4 separate regions of the Mus musculus genome follow, and regions 1, 3 and 4 are each linked to region 2. Evidence: chromatin contacts called from public ChIA-PET, HiChIP or PLAC-seq and promoter capture Hi-C data. All regions are on one chromosome and are shown on one strand. Each heading gives the region's core, a stretch centred on a gene start, on an enhancer-like site or on the middle of the called end of the contact. The rest is flanking DNA. Distances are from core to core; before and after follow the strand shown.

The links. Promoter capture Hi-C pulls out the DNA fragments that hold promoters and counts their contacts. ChIA-PET counts read pairs in DNA pulled down with a chosen protein or histone mark. HiChIP or PLAC-seq counts read pairs in DNA pulled down with a chosen protein or histone mark.
Region 1: an RNA polymerase II ChIA-PET map of memory CD8 T cells shows a contact between it and region 2, with 10 read pairs. The contact joins the enhancer-like site here to the promoter of Dusp9 in region 2. A contact is called at or near these places in 8 of 39 promoter capture datasets (the 3T3-L1 cell line, the HPC-7 cell line, cranial neural crest and 3 more), 11 of 484 Hi-C or Micro-C datasets (CD4 T cells, the G1E-ER4 cell line, beige adipocytes and 6 more) and 6 of 115 datasets of contacts at active chromatin or transcription factors (embryonic stem cells, extraembryonic endoderm stem cells, memory CD8 T cells and 1 more).
Region 3: an H3K27ac HiChIP or PLAC-seq map of trophoblast stem cells shows a contact between it and region 2, with 9 read pairs. The contact joins the enhancer-like site here to the promoter of Dusp9 in region 2. A contact is called at or near these places in 11 of 39 promoter capture datasets (the C10 cell line, the HPC-7 cell line, the SN4741 cell line and 6 more), 2 of 484 Hi-C or Micro-C datasets (both in embryonic stem cells), 4 of 115 datasets of contacts at active chromatin or transcription factors (embryonic stem cells, extraembryonic endoderm stem cells, stem cell-derived neural progenitor cells and 1 more) and 2 of 9 other capture datasets (adipose tissue and embryonic stem cells).
Region 4: a promoter capture Hi-C map of the SN4741 cell line shows a contact between it and region 2, with 6 times the contacts expected there. The contact joins the promoter of Pnma5 here to the promoter of Dusp9 in region 2. A contact is called at or near these places in 10 of 39 promoter capture datasets (the 3T3-L1 cell line, the C10 cell line, the HPC-7 cell line and 6 more), 3 of 15 datasets of contacts at CTCF or cohesin (the NIH/3T3 cell line, large pre-B cells and pro-B cells), 7 of 484 Hi-C or Micro-C datasets (B cells, bone marrow-derived macrophages, common lymphoid progenitors and 3 more), 5 of 115 datasets of contacts at active chromatin or transcription factors (embryonic stem cells, extraembryonic endoderm stem cells and stem cell-derived neural progenitor cells) and 5 of 9 other capture datasets (adipose tissue, embryonic stem cells, liver and 2 more).

Annotation. Positions count from the first base shown.
Region 1 is chrX:73,006,437-73,009,734 of GRCm38.p6, forward strand. The region is part of intron 12 of Zfp185 (zinc finger protein 185); the gene reads left to right. Among named protein-coding and RNA genes, the nearest start is that of Mir2137, 16 kb to the left of the region's middle. Within about 2 kb of position 1,800, at least 324 of the 459 cell types and tissues checked have an H3K27ac peak or open chromatin away from gene starts, as enhancers often do. A contact at or near this core is called in the G1E-ER4 cell line, the HPC-7 cell line, beige adipocytes and 5 more, where this site is marked.
Region 2 is chrX:73,638,030-73,641,333 of GRCm38.p6, forward strand. It overlaps Dusp9 (dual specificity phosphatase 9), which reads left to right and starts at 1,412. Exons shown (of 4, transcript NM_029352.3): 1 at 1,412-1,612; 2 at 2,164-2,775. The coding sequence starts at 2,199.
Region 3 is chrX:73,052,472-73,055,961 of GRCm38.p6, forward strand. No RefSeq gene overlaps it. Among named protein-coding and RNA genes, the nearest start is that of Pnma3, 11 kb to the right of the region's middle. Within about 2 kb of position 1,595, at least 73 of the 459 cell types and tissues checked have an H3K27ac peak or open chromatin away from gene starts, as enhancers often do. A contact at or near this core is called in trophoblast stem cells, where this site is marked.
Region 4 is chrX:73,035,019-73,038,357 of GRCm38.p6, forward strand. Pnma5 (paraneoplastic antigen family 5) reads right to left here and starts at 2,085. Exons shown (of 2, transcript NM_001100461.3): 1 at 146-2,085. The coding sequence starts at 2,056. The coding sequence ends at 200. It overlaps Gm52421 (a long non-coding RNA gene), which reads left to right and starts at 1,002. Exons shown (of 2, transcript XR_003953046.1): 1 at 1,002-1,079.

The sequences.
Region 1 (3,298 bases), core at 550-3,049, 630 kb before region 2:
CATGTGTATGCATGTCTGTGTGTATGTTCACATGGGTATGCTCCTGTGTGTGTGTGTGTGTGTGTTTATGTGTGTCTGTGTGTTTGTGTATGCGCATGTGTGTCAAGACCAGAGATCAACTTCTAGTGTCATTCCTTAGGCACCATACATCGTGTTTTGTGAGACAGGATCTCTTATCAGGACCTAGGATTTAACATGTTCCAAAGCATAGAGTAGTTGAAGACTAATGAGTGAGGAGACTGGATCAGGGCCGTGTTCCATATAATGAAATTTTATCAGGTTTTAATCCAAAGAAGAACGGCTGTGGTTTATAGACTTAAAGATGAATAGGTATTTGAATTTTAACACCACACTACAGTCACCTTTTACATTAAATCATATGCTGGGAGGTGGTGTGGAAAATGGATCTGTAAGCTACAGGCCTTGTTATGCACCTTTTTTTTTCTTTTAAATTTTACTAACGATTAGAACTGAGGAAAATAATAGCTGATGATAGCTACAGTATGTTGTTTTTATGTACTTTACAGTTGCCTCAATAACCCTGTGAGATGGGTAAATGGGGAAACAAACAGGTTAAGTGATTTATCCAAAACCATACCCGTGGTAGCTGAGAGCTAATGAACAGCCTCAAGGAGAAACCTTCTGAGAAACTTGAGCAAGCTAGTTGATGAAATGTGTTTGAAGGCTAATGTCTCCTTCCAGCTGGTGTACTTAATCTGGTGTTATTCCCCAAGCCAAGAAAGATTTCTGATTGTGCAATTTGATAGAGGAGAAAACTTGGGTCCACACATGTGATGAGCAAATAGGAATAAACTCTAAATCTGCCCTACTGCAGAGCTCAGGCCCAGATAGTAACATTGCTCTAATATTTACCCGTTTGAAAAATCAAAGCAAACATTTCTGATGACACTGTTTAATAACTGGCTATGTTTGGATTGTTTTTTTTCCCATTTAAATTAAAAAAATTATATGTATAAGTGTTTTGCCTGCACATGTATGTTTTTGCACACCACCCATTTGCCACGTCAGTGGTGGCCAGTAGAGAGAGGACAGTGGATCCTCGGAGACTAGAGTTAGAGATTGTTTCTAGCTGTATGTGGGTGCTTGTAATAAAACTTAAGATTTCTAAAGAGTACACACTGCTCTTAACTGCTGAACCATCTTTCTAGCCCTTCATCTGGGGAAATATTAATAACAAGAGTTCTTGAGATTTTTGTTTAATTTCCTGAAGGTATGTCTCCAGCGTTTTTCTTAAGCATTTCAATTTCCTCTCTTCTCCAGTATACACTGGAGATGGCAGCTCTCAATCAGAGGTTTGTCCTGCCCACCCCTACCCTCTTGCGTCATACAGTAGTAACCGAAGATTTTTTGGGTTGCCACAACCGAGGGTGGCTTCTAAAGGCTAAAAATCATGGATGCTGCTAAACGACCTATAGTGACAGGTGATATTAGTGCCTCATTCTCAACACACACAGTATTATTATCCAGACAAAAACGTTAATATTAATATTGACAAGCCTTGCTCTAGCAACTTATGTTCACTTGGGGGAACACACACACACTGAGGAGTGTGTCAGCATAGATCTAGTCAGACTGCCGCAGACAGGCACCACGAATACGGACGCATGCACCCGTGACTGCAGCAGATTTCTGTTGCGCAGGCAGATTTGGATCGCTCCTGCGGGGGGGGGGCGGGGAGGGAAGGGGGGAGGGGGCGCATGCGCATGAGTAAGCTAGCCAGCTCCAGGGTAAGAATACACCTACTCGCGCGGCCATTTCCTGCAGCCGCTAGCTCAGGCTGAGGTGCCCGCTATGAAAGGAGAGTACAAAATGGCTGCTCCAGAGACCAGCTTCTAAGGGGCTCCTCCTGAGGCAGTGCTAGCTCCAGCCACGAGATGGCGCTGGAGGATCACAAATGGTCCCTGTTGCGCCAGTGCACTCCCGTTACCCATCCCCCTACTAGTAATGTCAGAGGGCGGTTGACTACAGTAGCCTACTTAGGAGTGACCAAACCCAAGGATAGTCCCCTTTCCTTTGATAAACAGTGGTTGATGGGCTTGAGGACAGACCCAGGTGACAAAGTTAATGTAAATGTCAGAAGCCTTAGGAGCTTTACCCAGTGTTCATTTGATTGTGCAAAGTGGACTAAATGCAGGGATTCTTGAGCTTGAATTTAAGCCCAAGGTAACTTTATGGGACCCTTGGATCACTCAGCTCTTACATGAACAATAATGGAAATAGTTTCCACCATAGACAGTTCAAAGAGTTAAATGGGTTTACATATGTAAAGCATGCAGGACACTGAGGAGTGTGTACAAAATATTATCAAATGCTACATTTATTCTTTATTTTATTTTATTTTATTTTACTTTTAATTTATTTTTTACACTCCATGTTCCATTCCCTGCTCCCCCCATCCACCCTCCAACTGCTCCATATCCCATACCTCCTCCCCACCCCACTCTGTCTCCACGTGGATGTCTCTACCCCACCCCACCTGAGCTCTAAACTCCCTGGGGCCTCCAGTCTCTTGAGGGTTAGGTGCATCATCTCTGAATGAACACAGACCTGGAAGTTCTCTGCTGTATGTGTGTTGGGGGCCTCATATCAGCTGGTGTATGTTGCCTGTTTGGTGGTCCAGTGTCTGAGAGATCTTGGAGGTCCAGATTAATTGAGACTTGCTGGTCCTCCTACAGGATCGCTCTTCTCCTCAGCTTCTTTCAGCCTTCCCTAATTCAACAACAGGGGACAGCTGCTTCTGTCCATTGGTTGGGTGCAAATATCTGCATCTGACTCAGCTGCTTGTTGGGTCCTTCGGAGGGCAGTCATGATAGGTCCCTTTTTGTGAGTGCTCCATAGCCTCAGTAATCAAATGCTACCTTTATAAAACCTTCAAGATAGATAAAGTTCTGCCAATTTTTTTTTTTGTTGTTTATTCAGTCATTTGATAGCACACCGTCTTACCTTTTTCCTTCAAAGTTTTGGTATCACATGTTAAATCTAAGACTTAGATTGTTTTCTTCTTTGTTGTGTTGCAAGTGTGGATTTTTTCTAGTTTGTATTTGACACACGAAGGTGAGTGTTAGACATGTACTCAGTGCTGGCAACTGTGGTCAGGCAGCAGATTACATTGCGTAGAAAGTGGCATTGTCTTCTTGTGCAGTATGTAGTTAGGTCAAAAATTGGCAGTGGTTGCCTTAAGCTACCAGAGTCTGTGAAGGCTTCAGAGAATTCAACAGATATCACATCCTATGGGCCTCCTTCTCTCTCCCCACTCCAGTTTAGCAGTAGCTGAGGC
Region 2 (3,304 bases), core at 162-2,661:
CTGGGAATACCAGTATTTCCCTCTTGTTGGAGATCCTCCCTCCAAGTACACAACCTCCAGGATTGGGAGGGTAAGATACTGTCTCTTCAGCTGTCTGCATCCATGGCCTCATGCCACCACTAACTTGTCCACAACATAATCAAGCCCCAGTCAGCTCTTGCCAACACTTGGCGTTCTCATTTTGAGAACATTCTACTAATGTAGTGACTGGGAAGTATTTCCCTATTTTTTTGAATTGGCTTTCCTTCCATGCCTGAGCTTCAACCTTTCCCCATATATTCTTACCCCATCACATTCCTTCCTTTGGGCAGAGTATGCAGTCCTTGAGTTCCTTACCCATTTATCTACGGGGTCTTAACCCTTTGATTATTTTGTGCGAGCTTTATCTTATCTGTTGTGTGTTTTCCTTTAAAACTGTTATTTGCTTTTCTTGGGCTTTTAGCAGAGAAAGGACACATGGCCAGATGGGGCTTTTTTAGAAGCCTCCCCTGCCTCTCCTTTCATTGTCAGCACTTATCACCCCGATATCTGGTCCAGTGCCTTTGCTTATTGTTAGTGTGTCCTGCTGGACTAGAACACCCAGGCAAGGAGAGCCCTTGTGTGTCTTTCCTGTTCATCACCTGTCCAGTGGGCTGGCTGGAGGCCACCAGCCTTAGTGGACTGAATGGTGCTCTGGAATGGGGCAGGGTGGAGACACGCTGAAGTTTCAAAAACTGGGACAGTGACTTGTATAGTCATGACCACTAGAAAAGCCAGAAGGAGAATGGGGATGGGGACATATTGCAGTAAAACGACTTCTTTCCACGTGGATCCATCCAGGGGCTTATGGGAAAGAGGCTTTGGGGAGGCGCCCCTCTTCACCTGATAAGAGCACAGTGTCTCAGTTTAGAGTTGGGTGCTCGGAATTCTTGTGTACCTTTAGCTAGGCCTGTACAAATGAAGCCCAGATGGAAATAGCACACCCAGGAGCTGCCTTGTGCCTTCAGTTTTTTAGTGGCATCTCACAGTAAAATACATTAGAAGGCTCTGATTGGCCCATTATACAGATGGGGGCCATCTAGTTCCAGGTAGTTCAGCATTATTGAGTTGTTTGAGACAGTTTCTGGTTCTGGGGCTCTGGGCTTTTGTCCCCACCCCTCTTCCTGCTTCCAGGGACCAGACTGGCGCCAAGCAGGGGCAACTGCAACATGTCCCCTGCTGGGCCCCCGACCTGCCCTTGGCCTCTGCCCTGACCCTGTCCCGCCTGGGTGGAAGCCCTAGCTCAGCCTGCGGCTTGCAACTCCCACCAGGCTTTTCCTTAGCCCTGGTTGGCTCTCCTGCTCCCTGAGCCCGCCCCACCGCCCCGCCCCGTCCCGCCCCTTTGAGCTGCTACTTAGTCGGTCCGAAGGCAGAGCCTTCCAAGGTGGAATCTGGATTCTGCTGCCAGGAAGCGGCCGGCGCACGAGTGGCGCGAGGCTTGGCTTCCACGTGCGAGCCTGCTCCACCACCCCGCCCTCTCCGAGCGCCCAAGCCTGGGGGATCCGTCTCCATGAACGATACCTACGCCCTGCCGTGGCACTAGCTGTGGCCAGGACGTCCGGGTGCAGTCGCCTGCCTCTGGATCTCGCTCCAGGTCTCTCCTTTTGTTCTCTCCTGGGGTGGGTAGGAGTGGGGCCGAGTCAGCTCTTACGGGACTCGCCGAGGCCCACAACCTCGGTGACCCTCTTGTTCTCTGGGTCTTCCGGGCTTTAGAGGAGAGCCGGGCCTTGAACCCAACTTCTCCACACATCCAAAATTGAACTTGGGGAGTGATGGAGATCAGAGCAAATGAGAAAGTCAGAAAAGGGGTGTGGAGGGAACTGGTTTTAGTCCTCCTAGCACTTCAGAGACCGGTAGACGCCCAGCTATCTTCTGGGGTATGTCTCACGAAAACTCCATGTAAGCGGGGCAGGGAGCAGCGCCCAAGTGGCGGCAGCCTCGGGTCTTTTTCCAGGGGCGCCTTCCTTGGTGTTCTCACTGTGGGTGGAGCGCGAGGAGAGAAGCAGGCGGTAGAGGAATGTCCCTGCGGGGACACTGAAAGCCTGCCCTCAGGACAGGGGTTGACTTCCCGCCTCAGTAGCCTGATCCACGCTGCAGGAGTAGAGACAAACTTGCCCTCACTCCGCGCCTTGCCTCTCTCCACAGCACCCACTGCCCGACGTGCAGGACGCTGCGCGACCATGGAGAGTCTGAGTCGGTCATGCCTGTGGCTGCGTCAGGAGCTGTCGTCCCCGCGCCCACAGCTTCTGCTGCTGGACTGCCGCAGCCGGGAGCTGTATGAGTCGGCGCGCATCTGCGGGGCGCTGAGCGTGGCCCTGCCCTCGCTGATGCTGCGCCGCCTGCGGAGGGGGAGCATGTCGGTGCGGTCGCTCTTGCCTGGGCCACCACTGCAGCCTCCCCCACCGGCCCCTGTGCTCCTGTACGACCAGGGTAGCAGTGGCCAGTGCCATCGTGAAGCAGCGGAGGCTGAAGCGAAGGCCGAACCTAAGGCTGAAGCGGAGGCCGAACCTAAGGCTGAAGCGGAGGCCGAACCTAAGGCTGAAGCGGAGAACGAAGCGGAGGCTAAAGCGGAGGCCAAAGCGGAGGCCAAAGCGGAGGCTAAAGCGGAGGCCAAAGCGGAGGCCAAAGCGGAGGCCAAAGCGGAGGCTAAAGCGGAGGCCAAAGCGGAGGCCAAAGAAGAGTGGGATGCTGACTCGGTGCTGGGCGTCCTGCTCCAGAAGCTGCGGGAAGAAGGCTACCCAGCATACTACCTACAGGGTAAGTGAGGGTCAGTGGCCTGAGAGAGCACTCTGGAGAGGCCTCAGGTCAGGAGAAAAGATCCTTCTTTCCAAGGGGATTTCATAATTACTTTATCCTTCAGCAAACTCAATCTTATTTTGTCTAAAATATAGGGTAAGCGCCTCCCTCCTGATAACCTGCCCAACAGCTTTTGGGGAGGCAGAGCTGACCGTGACCTTGGGCAAGTCCTTCATCCCTCCAAGCCCATTTATAAGTCTGGATAATGGGGAGAATTGACCTGAAACAACCTGGTTCACAGGATAATGCCCCAAGACTAAGGGCTGCATTGGGCACTTATCAGCCAAAGAAACAGTCACTAATGCTGAGTGAGGGTGGATGGCTGTCTATAGCACAGCACATGTGGTTTAAACAAATCTGCTGGCTTATGCGTTCCCTTTGGCAATATCTGCAACCCCCACCCCGGAGAGCTGTGTGGTGTCAGCTCCCTAGCCCCAGCTAGGGATACTTGGCTGCCCAGAGGCTATATTAACTAGTAAGACCTCGCCCT
Region 3 (3,490 bases), core at 345-2,844, 590 kb before region 2:
AGTTCTGAAAAAAATGCTGTAAGGTGTATAAATACAAGTTATATGGATCCGAGAATGTGAACACTTTCTAAGCTGTGTGGGTCTACTGAAAGACCCACAATCTGAGGACTCCCCCACGTTCTGACTCAGGAGATGTGACACCCCAAAATCACCCACAAGAAACGGTCTTGCTGCAAACTGCAAGAGGATTTTTATTCAAGAGCGCTCTCAGCCCCACAGTCATACACCACGCAGGGGTAGAGGACCGTGGCGCCCTGAGTAGCTGGGGTATTTAAAGGCAGAAACCACAACTCAAGGAAGTGGGGAGGGCGTTGTTGGAAAAAAATACCAAAGATACCAGTTAAGAGTCACAAGGAAGTGCAAAGTCACAAGTGTCACAAGGAATACCTGGTATTTGTTCAGGTTATCTCTCAAGACAGTTTCTAAGAGCCCCTAACAATAGCACATTCTTTGAATGAACACTCTTTGAACCCAGGAAGCAGGTGGGTGGAGGAATGTGGCTATCTGTTTTATGATTAGCATACCTTGGAGCACTGAGTCACAGAGGTCACATTCCCAAGCCTGGGCCTAAAGGCCTAGAATTTTGTTTTTACGTTTTACTTTTTCACTACAAAGTGTTTAAGATGTGTAAATGCAGGTTATAAAGTGAAAGGGGGTGACAAGGTATGTAAAAATGTTTCATATTTCTTTCCCTCTCTGTGCTATTGTTATACTGAGATTCCAAAAAGTCACAAGCTCGAGATTTTAAATTTTCTTTGGTTGTTTTCTAAGTATAGGTTTAAAAGTGCTGGCAGTGGTGGCGCACACCTTTAATCCTAGTACTTGGGAGGCAGAGGCAGGTGGATTTCTGAGTTCGAGGCCAGCCTTGTCTACAGAGTGAGTTCCAGGACAGGCAGGACTACACAGAGAAACCCTGTCTCGAAAAACAACAACAAAAGTGCTCCTCTTAAAATTCATGTGAAGCTCCTATCAGCTGGAAGTTGTAGAAAATGACTATGCTGCCCTTTACTATCAGATGCTAAGCACTAGGCACTGGTGGGCAATGGCAGCGTCTGCTTGCATCCTCTTTTTCATATACCACCTGTTTCATAAAAAATAAGATATCAAAGGGAAGTCAGAAGATATGCATATAAACCCCATCATCGACATTGTTTTCATAGCTTTCTAGTTTGTTTCTCTTTTTTTCTTTTTGCACTTTATAGTGTTTGTGTACATGATCTCATTGGAAATACACACTTTAAGATGTAAAAGGGGACGGGGATGGGGGGTGGGGGGAGTAGACCAGTTTTTTCAAATTCCGGAGACATAAGAAACAGAAACAGAACATATATATCTGTTTGTGTGTTCTGTGTGTTGACTCCATAGCAGACTAATCAAGCGTTTAAAGCCTAAATTTTAGTGATCTACAAGCCTGTGATGAGCGCAGGCGCATGAATATACCAGGGGCAGTCGCTAGCAGAGCCGGAGACTAAGTAAGAGTACGCTTGCGCAAGCAGCCATTTCCTGCAGCCTTGAGCTCAAGTCGCACTGACCCCAGGGAAAAGCGACAGTACAAACCGTGAAATGGCTGCTAATGAGACTGGCATCTGCCGAACCTTTCCTGAGGCAATGTCCGGGCTGACCGCTAGATGGTGGTAGATGACCACAAATGGTCCTGGCTGGCCCAGCGAGCTCCTGCTGCCCATCCCCCACTCCCATTTCTCCTATCTCAGGAGGTGGTTAGCTATGGTGGAGGACTCCAGGGTTTCTTCACATGGGCAGTCTGCTGAAGCAACTGCATTACTTGTCCTGATCTCAAAAAGACAGCCCTTCTTTTTTCCATCCCCCACTAATGAGTTCAGCTCAGCCACGCCCCAGCTCTGTTGTGGGAGTTCAGTTCCCTGTGCATTTAATAAGCAGGGGGTGGAGTGTGGTTGGGGGATTGGGAATGAGGTCAGGGTGTGTGTGTGTGTGTGTGTGTGGTGTGTGTGTGTGTGTGTGTGTGTGTGTGTGTGTGTGAGAGAGAGAGAGAGAGAGAGAGAGAGAGAGATTAGGCCTAGCTGTGGAGCCACATTTTGTCTAGTCCCAGTGGTCATGGAGCCTCTATTTGTTTAAATGTAAAAACAGAAGTGGAAGAGCAAATTTGTCAGAGCCAGGGCTTTTTTTTTCCTACCTGTTTTTTTTTCCTTTGACAGTTATATACCCAGGCAGTATATTGTAAACTGTTATAATATTCACTTCCCATTAGACTATGCTAGCCCTCCTTCCCTCTCTCTGAACTCCTTCCCACCTGGTCCTGACAGTTCCTCCACTCATTTTTTTAAAAACAATCTCTCTCTCTCTCTCCCCTCCCCCCTCTCTCTCTCACACACACACACACACTGCATTGCTATACACAACCTTCCATCACACTCTGCTATTACTCTTCCCTTCTCTCCAAACTCCTTCCTCCCATCAAGTCCCAGCAGTGGCTGCCCCTATTAGAGAAAAAAAAACTTCCTTCACTAACAACTATTGCCAATAGCTCCTGAGGAAATAATGAGGCCACATGGGCATCTCCCCTGTCCACGGTGGAAAGTTGGAAGGCCCAGTCATGTGCAGGTATCCATAGTCTAGCTTTTAAGTCCTTACCTGTCTTCTGTTATGTTCCTTAGGCCTGGAGAACAGATAAGAAGCTGAGCATGCTCCAGTCACTTACTCTCAGTACATTGGGCAGTTATGCATATCTGTATTAGCCATCATTCCCTACAAAAAGGAGGAAACACCCTCATTGCTCTCTATTGATCATATTACTGGATGGTGCTATGTGAGCTGCCAGTGGAGAAAAGGCACCAGGGAAGTTATCCAGTGGCAGATCATGTCTGCTAGAACCCTGACCAGTCAGACAAGATGTGACTCATGGTATGATAGTGAAACAGTTATTTGTGCATAATAAACCACTCTGTGATAGGATTTCAGGTTTATTCCATGGGTGTGTTGTGCAATGGAGATACACAATGTTTTGTGTGTCAACTTGACACAGCTGGAGTTATCACAGAGAAAGGAGCTTCAGTTGAGGAAATGCCTCCATGAGATCCAGCTGTAAGGCATTTTCTCAATTAGGGATCTAGCAGGGAGGTCCCCTTGTAGGTGGTGCCATCTCTGGGCTGGTAGTCTTGGTTCTCTAAGAGAGCAGGCTGAACAAGCCAGGTGAAGCAAGCCAGTAAGTAACATCCCTCCATGGCCTCTGCATCAGCTCCTGCTCCCTGCCCTGCTTGAGTTCCAGTCCTGACTTCCTTTGGTGATGAACAGCATTGTGGAAGTGTAAGCTGAATAAACCCTCTCCTCCCCAAATTGCTTCTTGGTCATGATGCTTTGTGCAAAAATACAAACCCTGACTAAGACACACACCTATAGCTTTTGCATAATCTGCTGCAACTGATCAATTGAAAACTCTGATCCTGTTATATCAAGTAAACTTGCCCCTTTATATCTTAGCCTCATCCACCATTGTCTCCTCCCCACAGGAAGC
Region 4 (3,339 bases), core at 835-3,334, 600 kb before region 2:
AAAACCTGTCCTGCACACTCCCAGGCTCTCAGGCCAGCTGAGGGCATTAACCCTGTGGTGCCATGTGCCCCAGCCTGGGGCTTTTCTCAGGCACTAGTGTCCTGTCAGGGTGTCAAGAAGGAAACTGCCTTGTGTTGGCACTTGCCTCCCGGGTCCTTTGGGTCCTGAGGCTTGCAGGTTTCACAGGAGCGGGGGGAGTTCACTCACGAAAGGACTCAAGGGTGCTGCCCTCATGGGGCTCCCCTAGAGCTGTGTAGATGATCCTGAAGACAGGCTGGATCCTGCGGCCTCCTCTCCTGGGTACTGTCTCCCTGCCTAGCCGTGCTTGTTCCCAGGCACTGGTGTCCTCTGCCCAAGACAACCCTGTGGCAGGCTCCTCCACACCCTGTGCTGCTTCAGTGCCAGTGGGCATTCTTAGCTCAGAACACCCATCCTCACCATCTTGTGACCCACTAGTATCCCAACTGCGGTCTGGATTACCCTGTGGTCTAGTTATCATACTAGCTCCCCATTTCAGTCTCTGACACTCCCCACGGTCCTGCCATTTGGTAGTCACTGAGCTGTGTGGAATTTGTTCTTGCTTGTTGGGATCATTTCTAGCTAGTAAGAAGTTGGGTGCCTTACCCTGGCCCTGTTGCCCTTCTGCAACACTCATGTCCCCTGTTCCTTTGTCTGGGCTGCCCCATGATTTTGTCAAAGTATCTCTGTTGCCTGCCACAGGAAGGAATTCCTGGCTGTCCTGAGCCTCTATTTCCTTGGGGTTAGGGTGGCTCACTGCCCAAGCCCCTCTCTCGTTCCCCGACTCCTGTGCTCTAACATAAGGTTTCTGCTCATCGGGTTCACTTTCAGCCCAGAAACCTGATTCCTTCCTCTGTCCCTCTTCCCCAGCACTGTGTCTCCAGAGCAGTCGCCTCCGTTTCACTGATGTCATCTCCTCTCCTGTGGTCTGGGTGCTGACCTCCCTAGAATCCTCTGCCTGGGTGACAACTTCATTTGCCGCCTCACATGCGCTGCTGTCCCTTCGTACCTGCTCCTGCTCCTCCACTACCACAGTGCTTTCCCACTCTTCCTCGTCTCGAGTAAGTTTCATTAATTCCAGAAAAGTAGGTGGGCACCCTTGCTGATCTAAGAGGGAGAGCTTTCCCCGAAGGCCAGTGGTCATGGAGACCTGAGATAAGACGTGCTTGAGACGAATTGAATCTGCACTGTGTGCTGACAGTGGGCTCTGCTGCACTGCTTTTTGCAGCAGGGGCTCTAAACGTAGCAAGTAGTCAGATACCTTCTCTGCAGGTTTCTGAGAAGACTGAAGGAACCTGAACTGTAAGACCTTAGAGTCCTCTTTATTTCCAAAGATGTGCTTTAGGGCTTTCAAGCACTGCTCCACGGTTAGGGAGTCATTGCTAGTCCACAGTGCCTGCATGATTGACAGGGCAGAGCCACGCAAGCTCTCTAGAAGGCACTGCTTCTTTTCCCTCTCGGACACCTGCCATAACTGCATCAGCTCAGTGACCTCCTCTAACCAGGTTTCAAAGCTTTCTTCTCCTGGGCCTGGAAAGGGACTGCCAGAAAATACTTTCAGTTTTTTGTAACATGTGCTATTATTACACAGAGACTTCAAGCCTTTTGGTTTGTCTTGGTCTAAATTCTTTAACTCTATTTTCCCTGTAGGAACAGTGCTAAACCCCAGGGCTTTGGCCACATCTACTATTCTCCGTCCTTCATCTCTTAGAAAGTAGATCAACTTATTCATAAACTCATCATCTGGGCTACGGGGTTTGACAACCACTTCCCAGGCCCCACCCTCTGCTGGTATATGAGTAGGCATCATAGTATAATCAACAACTTCAGGCAGTTCAATTAAGACTGCCTTAGCTTCATCTTCCCTCCTGAACATCCTGCCTATCACCTTGTATGCACACAAGGGAGGTAAGCCTTCTTTCAGAGCATCATTTATCGCAGCCTCAGTGTACTGCACGGGGATGCCCACAATGAGCACAGCCTTCTTGGGATCCAGATCCATCCCCTTACACCAGTCATCTAATAGAGCCACGGCCATTGTTCCCTCCCTCTATCAGCAGACCTAACACTAGGACTCAAAGATTCTAAACCAATGCCATATAGAAAGGCAGTGATGTCCTGGTTTCCACAACCTGAAATGCAAATGAAGTTAAGATGTTACTTAATGATTCCCATCACCTTTCCTTTTCCCAGACATTCAGTCTTGTTCAATCACAGAAAGCTCCCCAAACCTCACTGAACCCTGCTGACCTTTGGTTGCAGCAACCTCCTTGCAAGTCCAGGGACACTACTGTGCATTCTGCAAGTACCTGTGGGGAAAATGCCAATGTCAGGAGGCAAAGACCAATGCCAGTGGAGGAAAGAACAGGAGAGCACTCTGCCACCCACTCAGTGCTATATTGGATTTAACCCATTCCTTGTTAGGTTCAAGATTGGCAACACATAAACTCTCCTCCACCTGAAGAAATGCTCAACAGATAAGAAAGATGACTAGAACTCAGCAGATGTGATCACAGTGCTGAGTGCAAAGAACGTACGACAAGCTAAAGTATTGACATGGACACAAGAACAGTGTGAATCTAGATTTCTACCATAAGTTACCACATAGGTTAAGGCCTTTTATGGACAACAGGTGATGCCATGGTTCTCCAACTAATGAAGCATCTTAGCAACAGGTGTGGAGAGTAGGATAGGGCAGAGACTGAGGAGCGAGTGCTGATAAATTAAGCATATGGGTTTACAATAGTATGGAATCTGGAATCAGAGGCAAAAAAAAAAAAAAGACCCCAGAAAGTAAAAGACAACTCTCAGGTATGGCCCTACCCTGCAGTCTGTGAATCTTGGCAAGAAACCCCTTCACCAGTCTTCTGCTACAGTTAGAGGCTATTCCCAAAATAGATGCTCACCCTGCTGTCTTCTGTAGAGTGCCCCACTGAAGTGTGGCTATGGTGACTTTCCTGTGCTGGTGCTTGATCCTGGCAGTCTTCTGGCTCTATCCAGACAAGCAGTGCTGGTTCCTGCCCACTGATCTGTTCAAGGCAAGGCAAAGGAATATTTAACATGGTCTATCCTGAATGTCCCTGCCCACGCAGGCTGTGCTAATTCTGAGTCTGCTCAAGAATCTAAAGACAGCCCCTTGCTGGGTATGGCTGAGCACATCTTTAATCCCTGCACTTGAAGTAGGCTGGGGCTGATCTGTCAGTTTTGAAACCTAAGCGGGCAGTAGCTACTTTTTTTTTAATTAGATATTTTCTTCATTTACATTTCAAATGCTATTCTGAAAGTTCCCGAATATGTGGTCTTGCAAACTTTATATGCCTC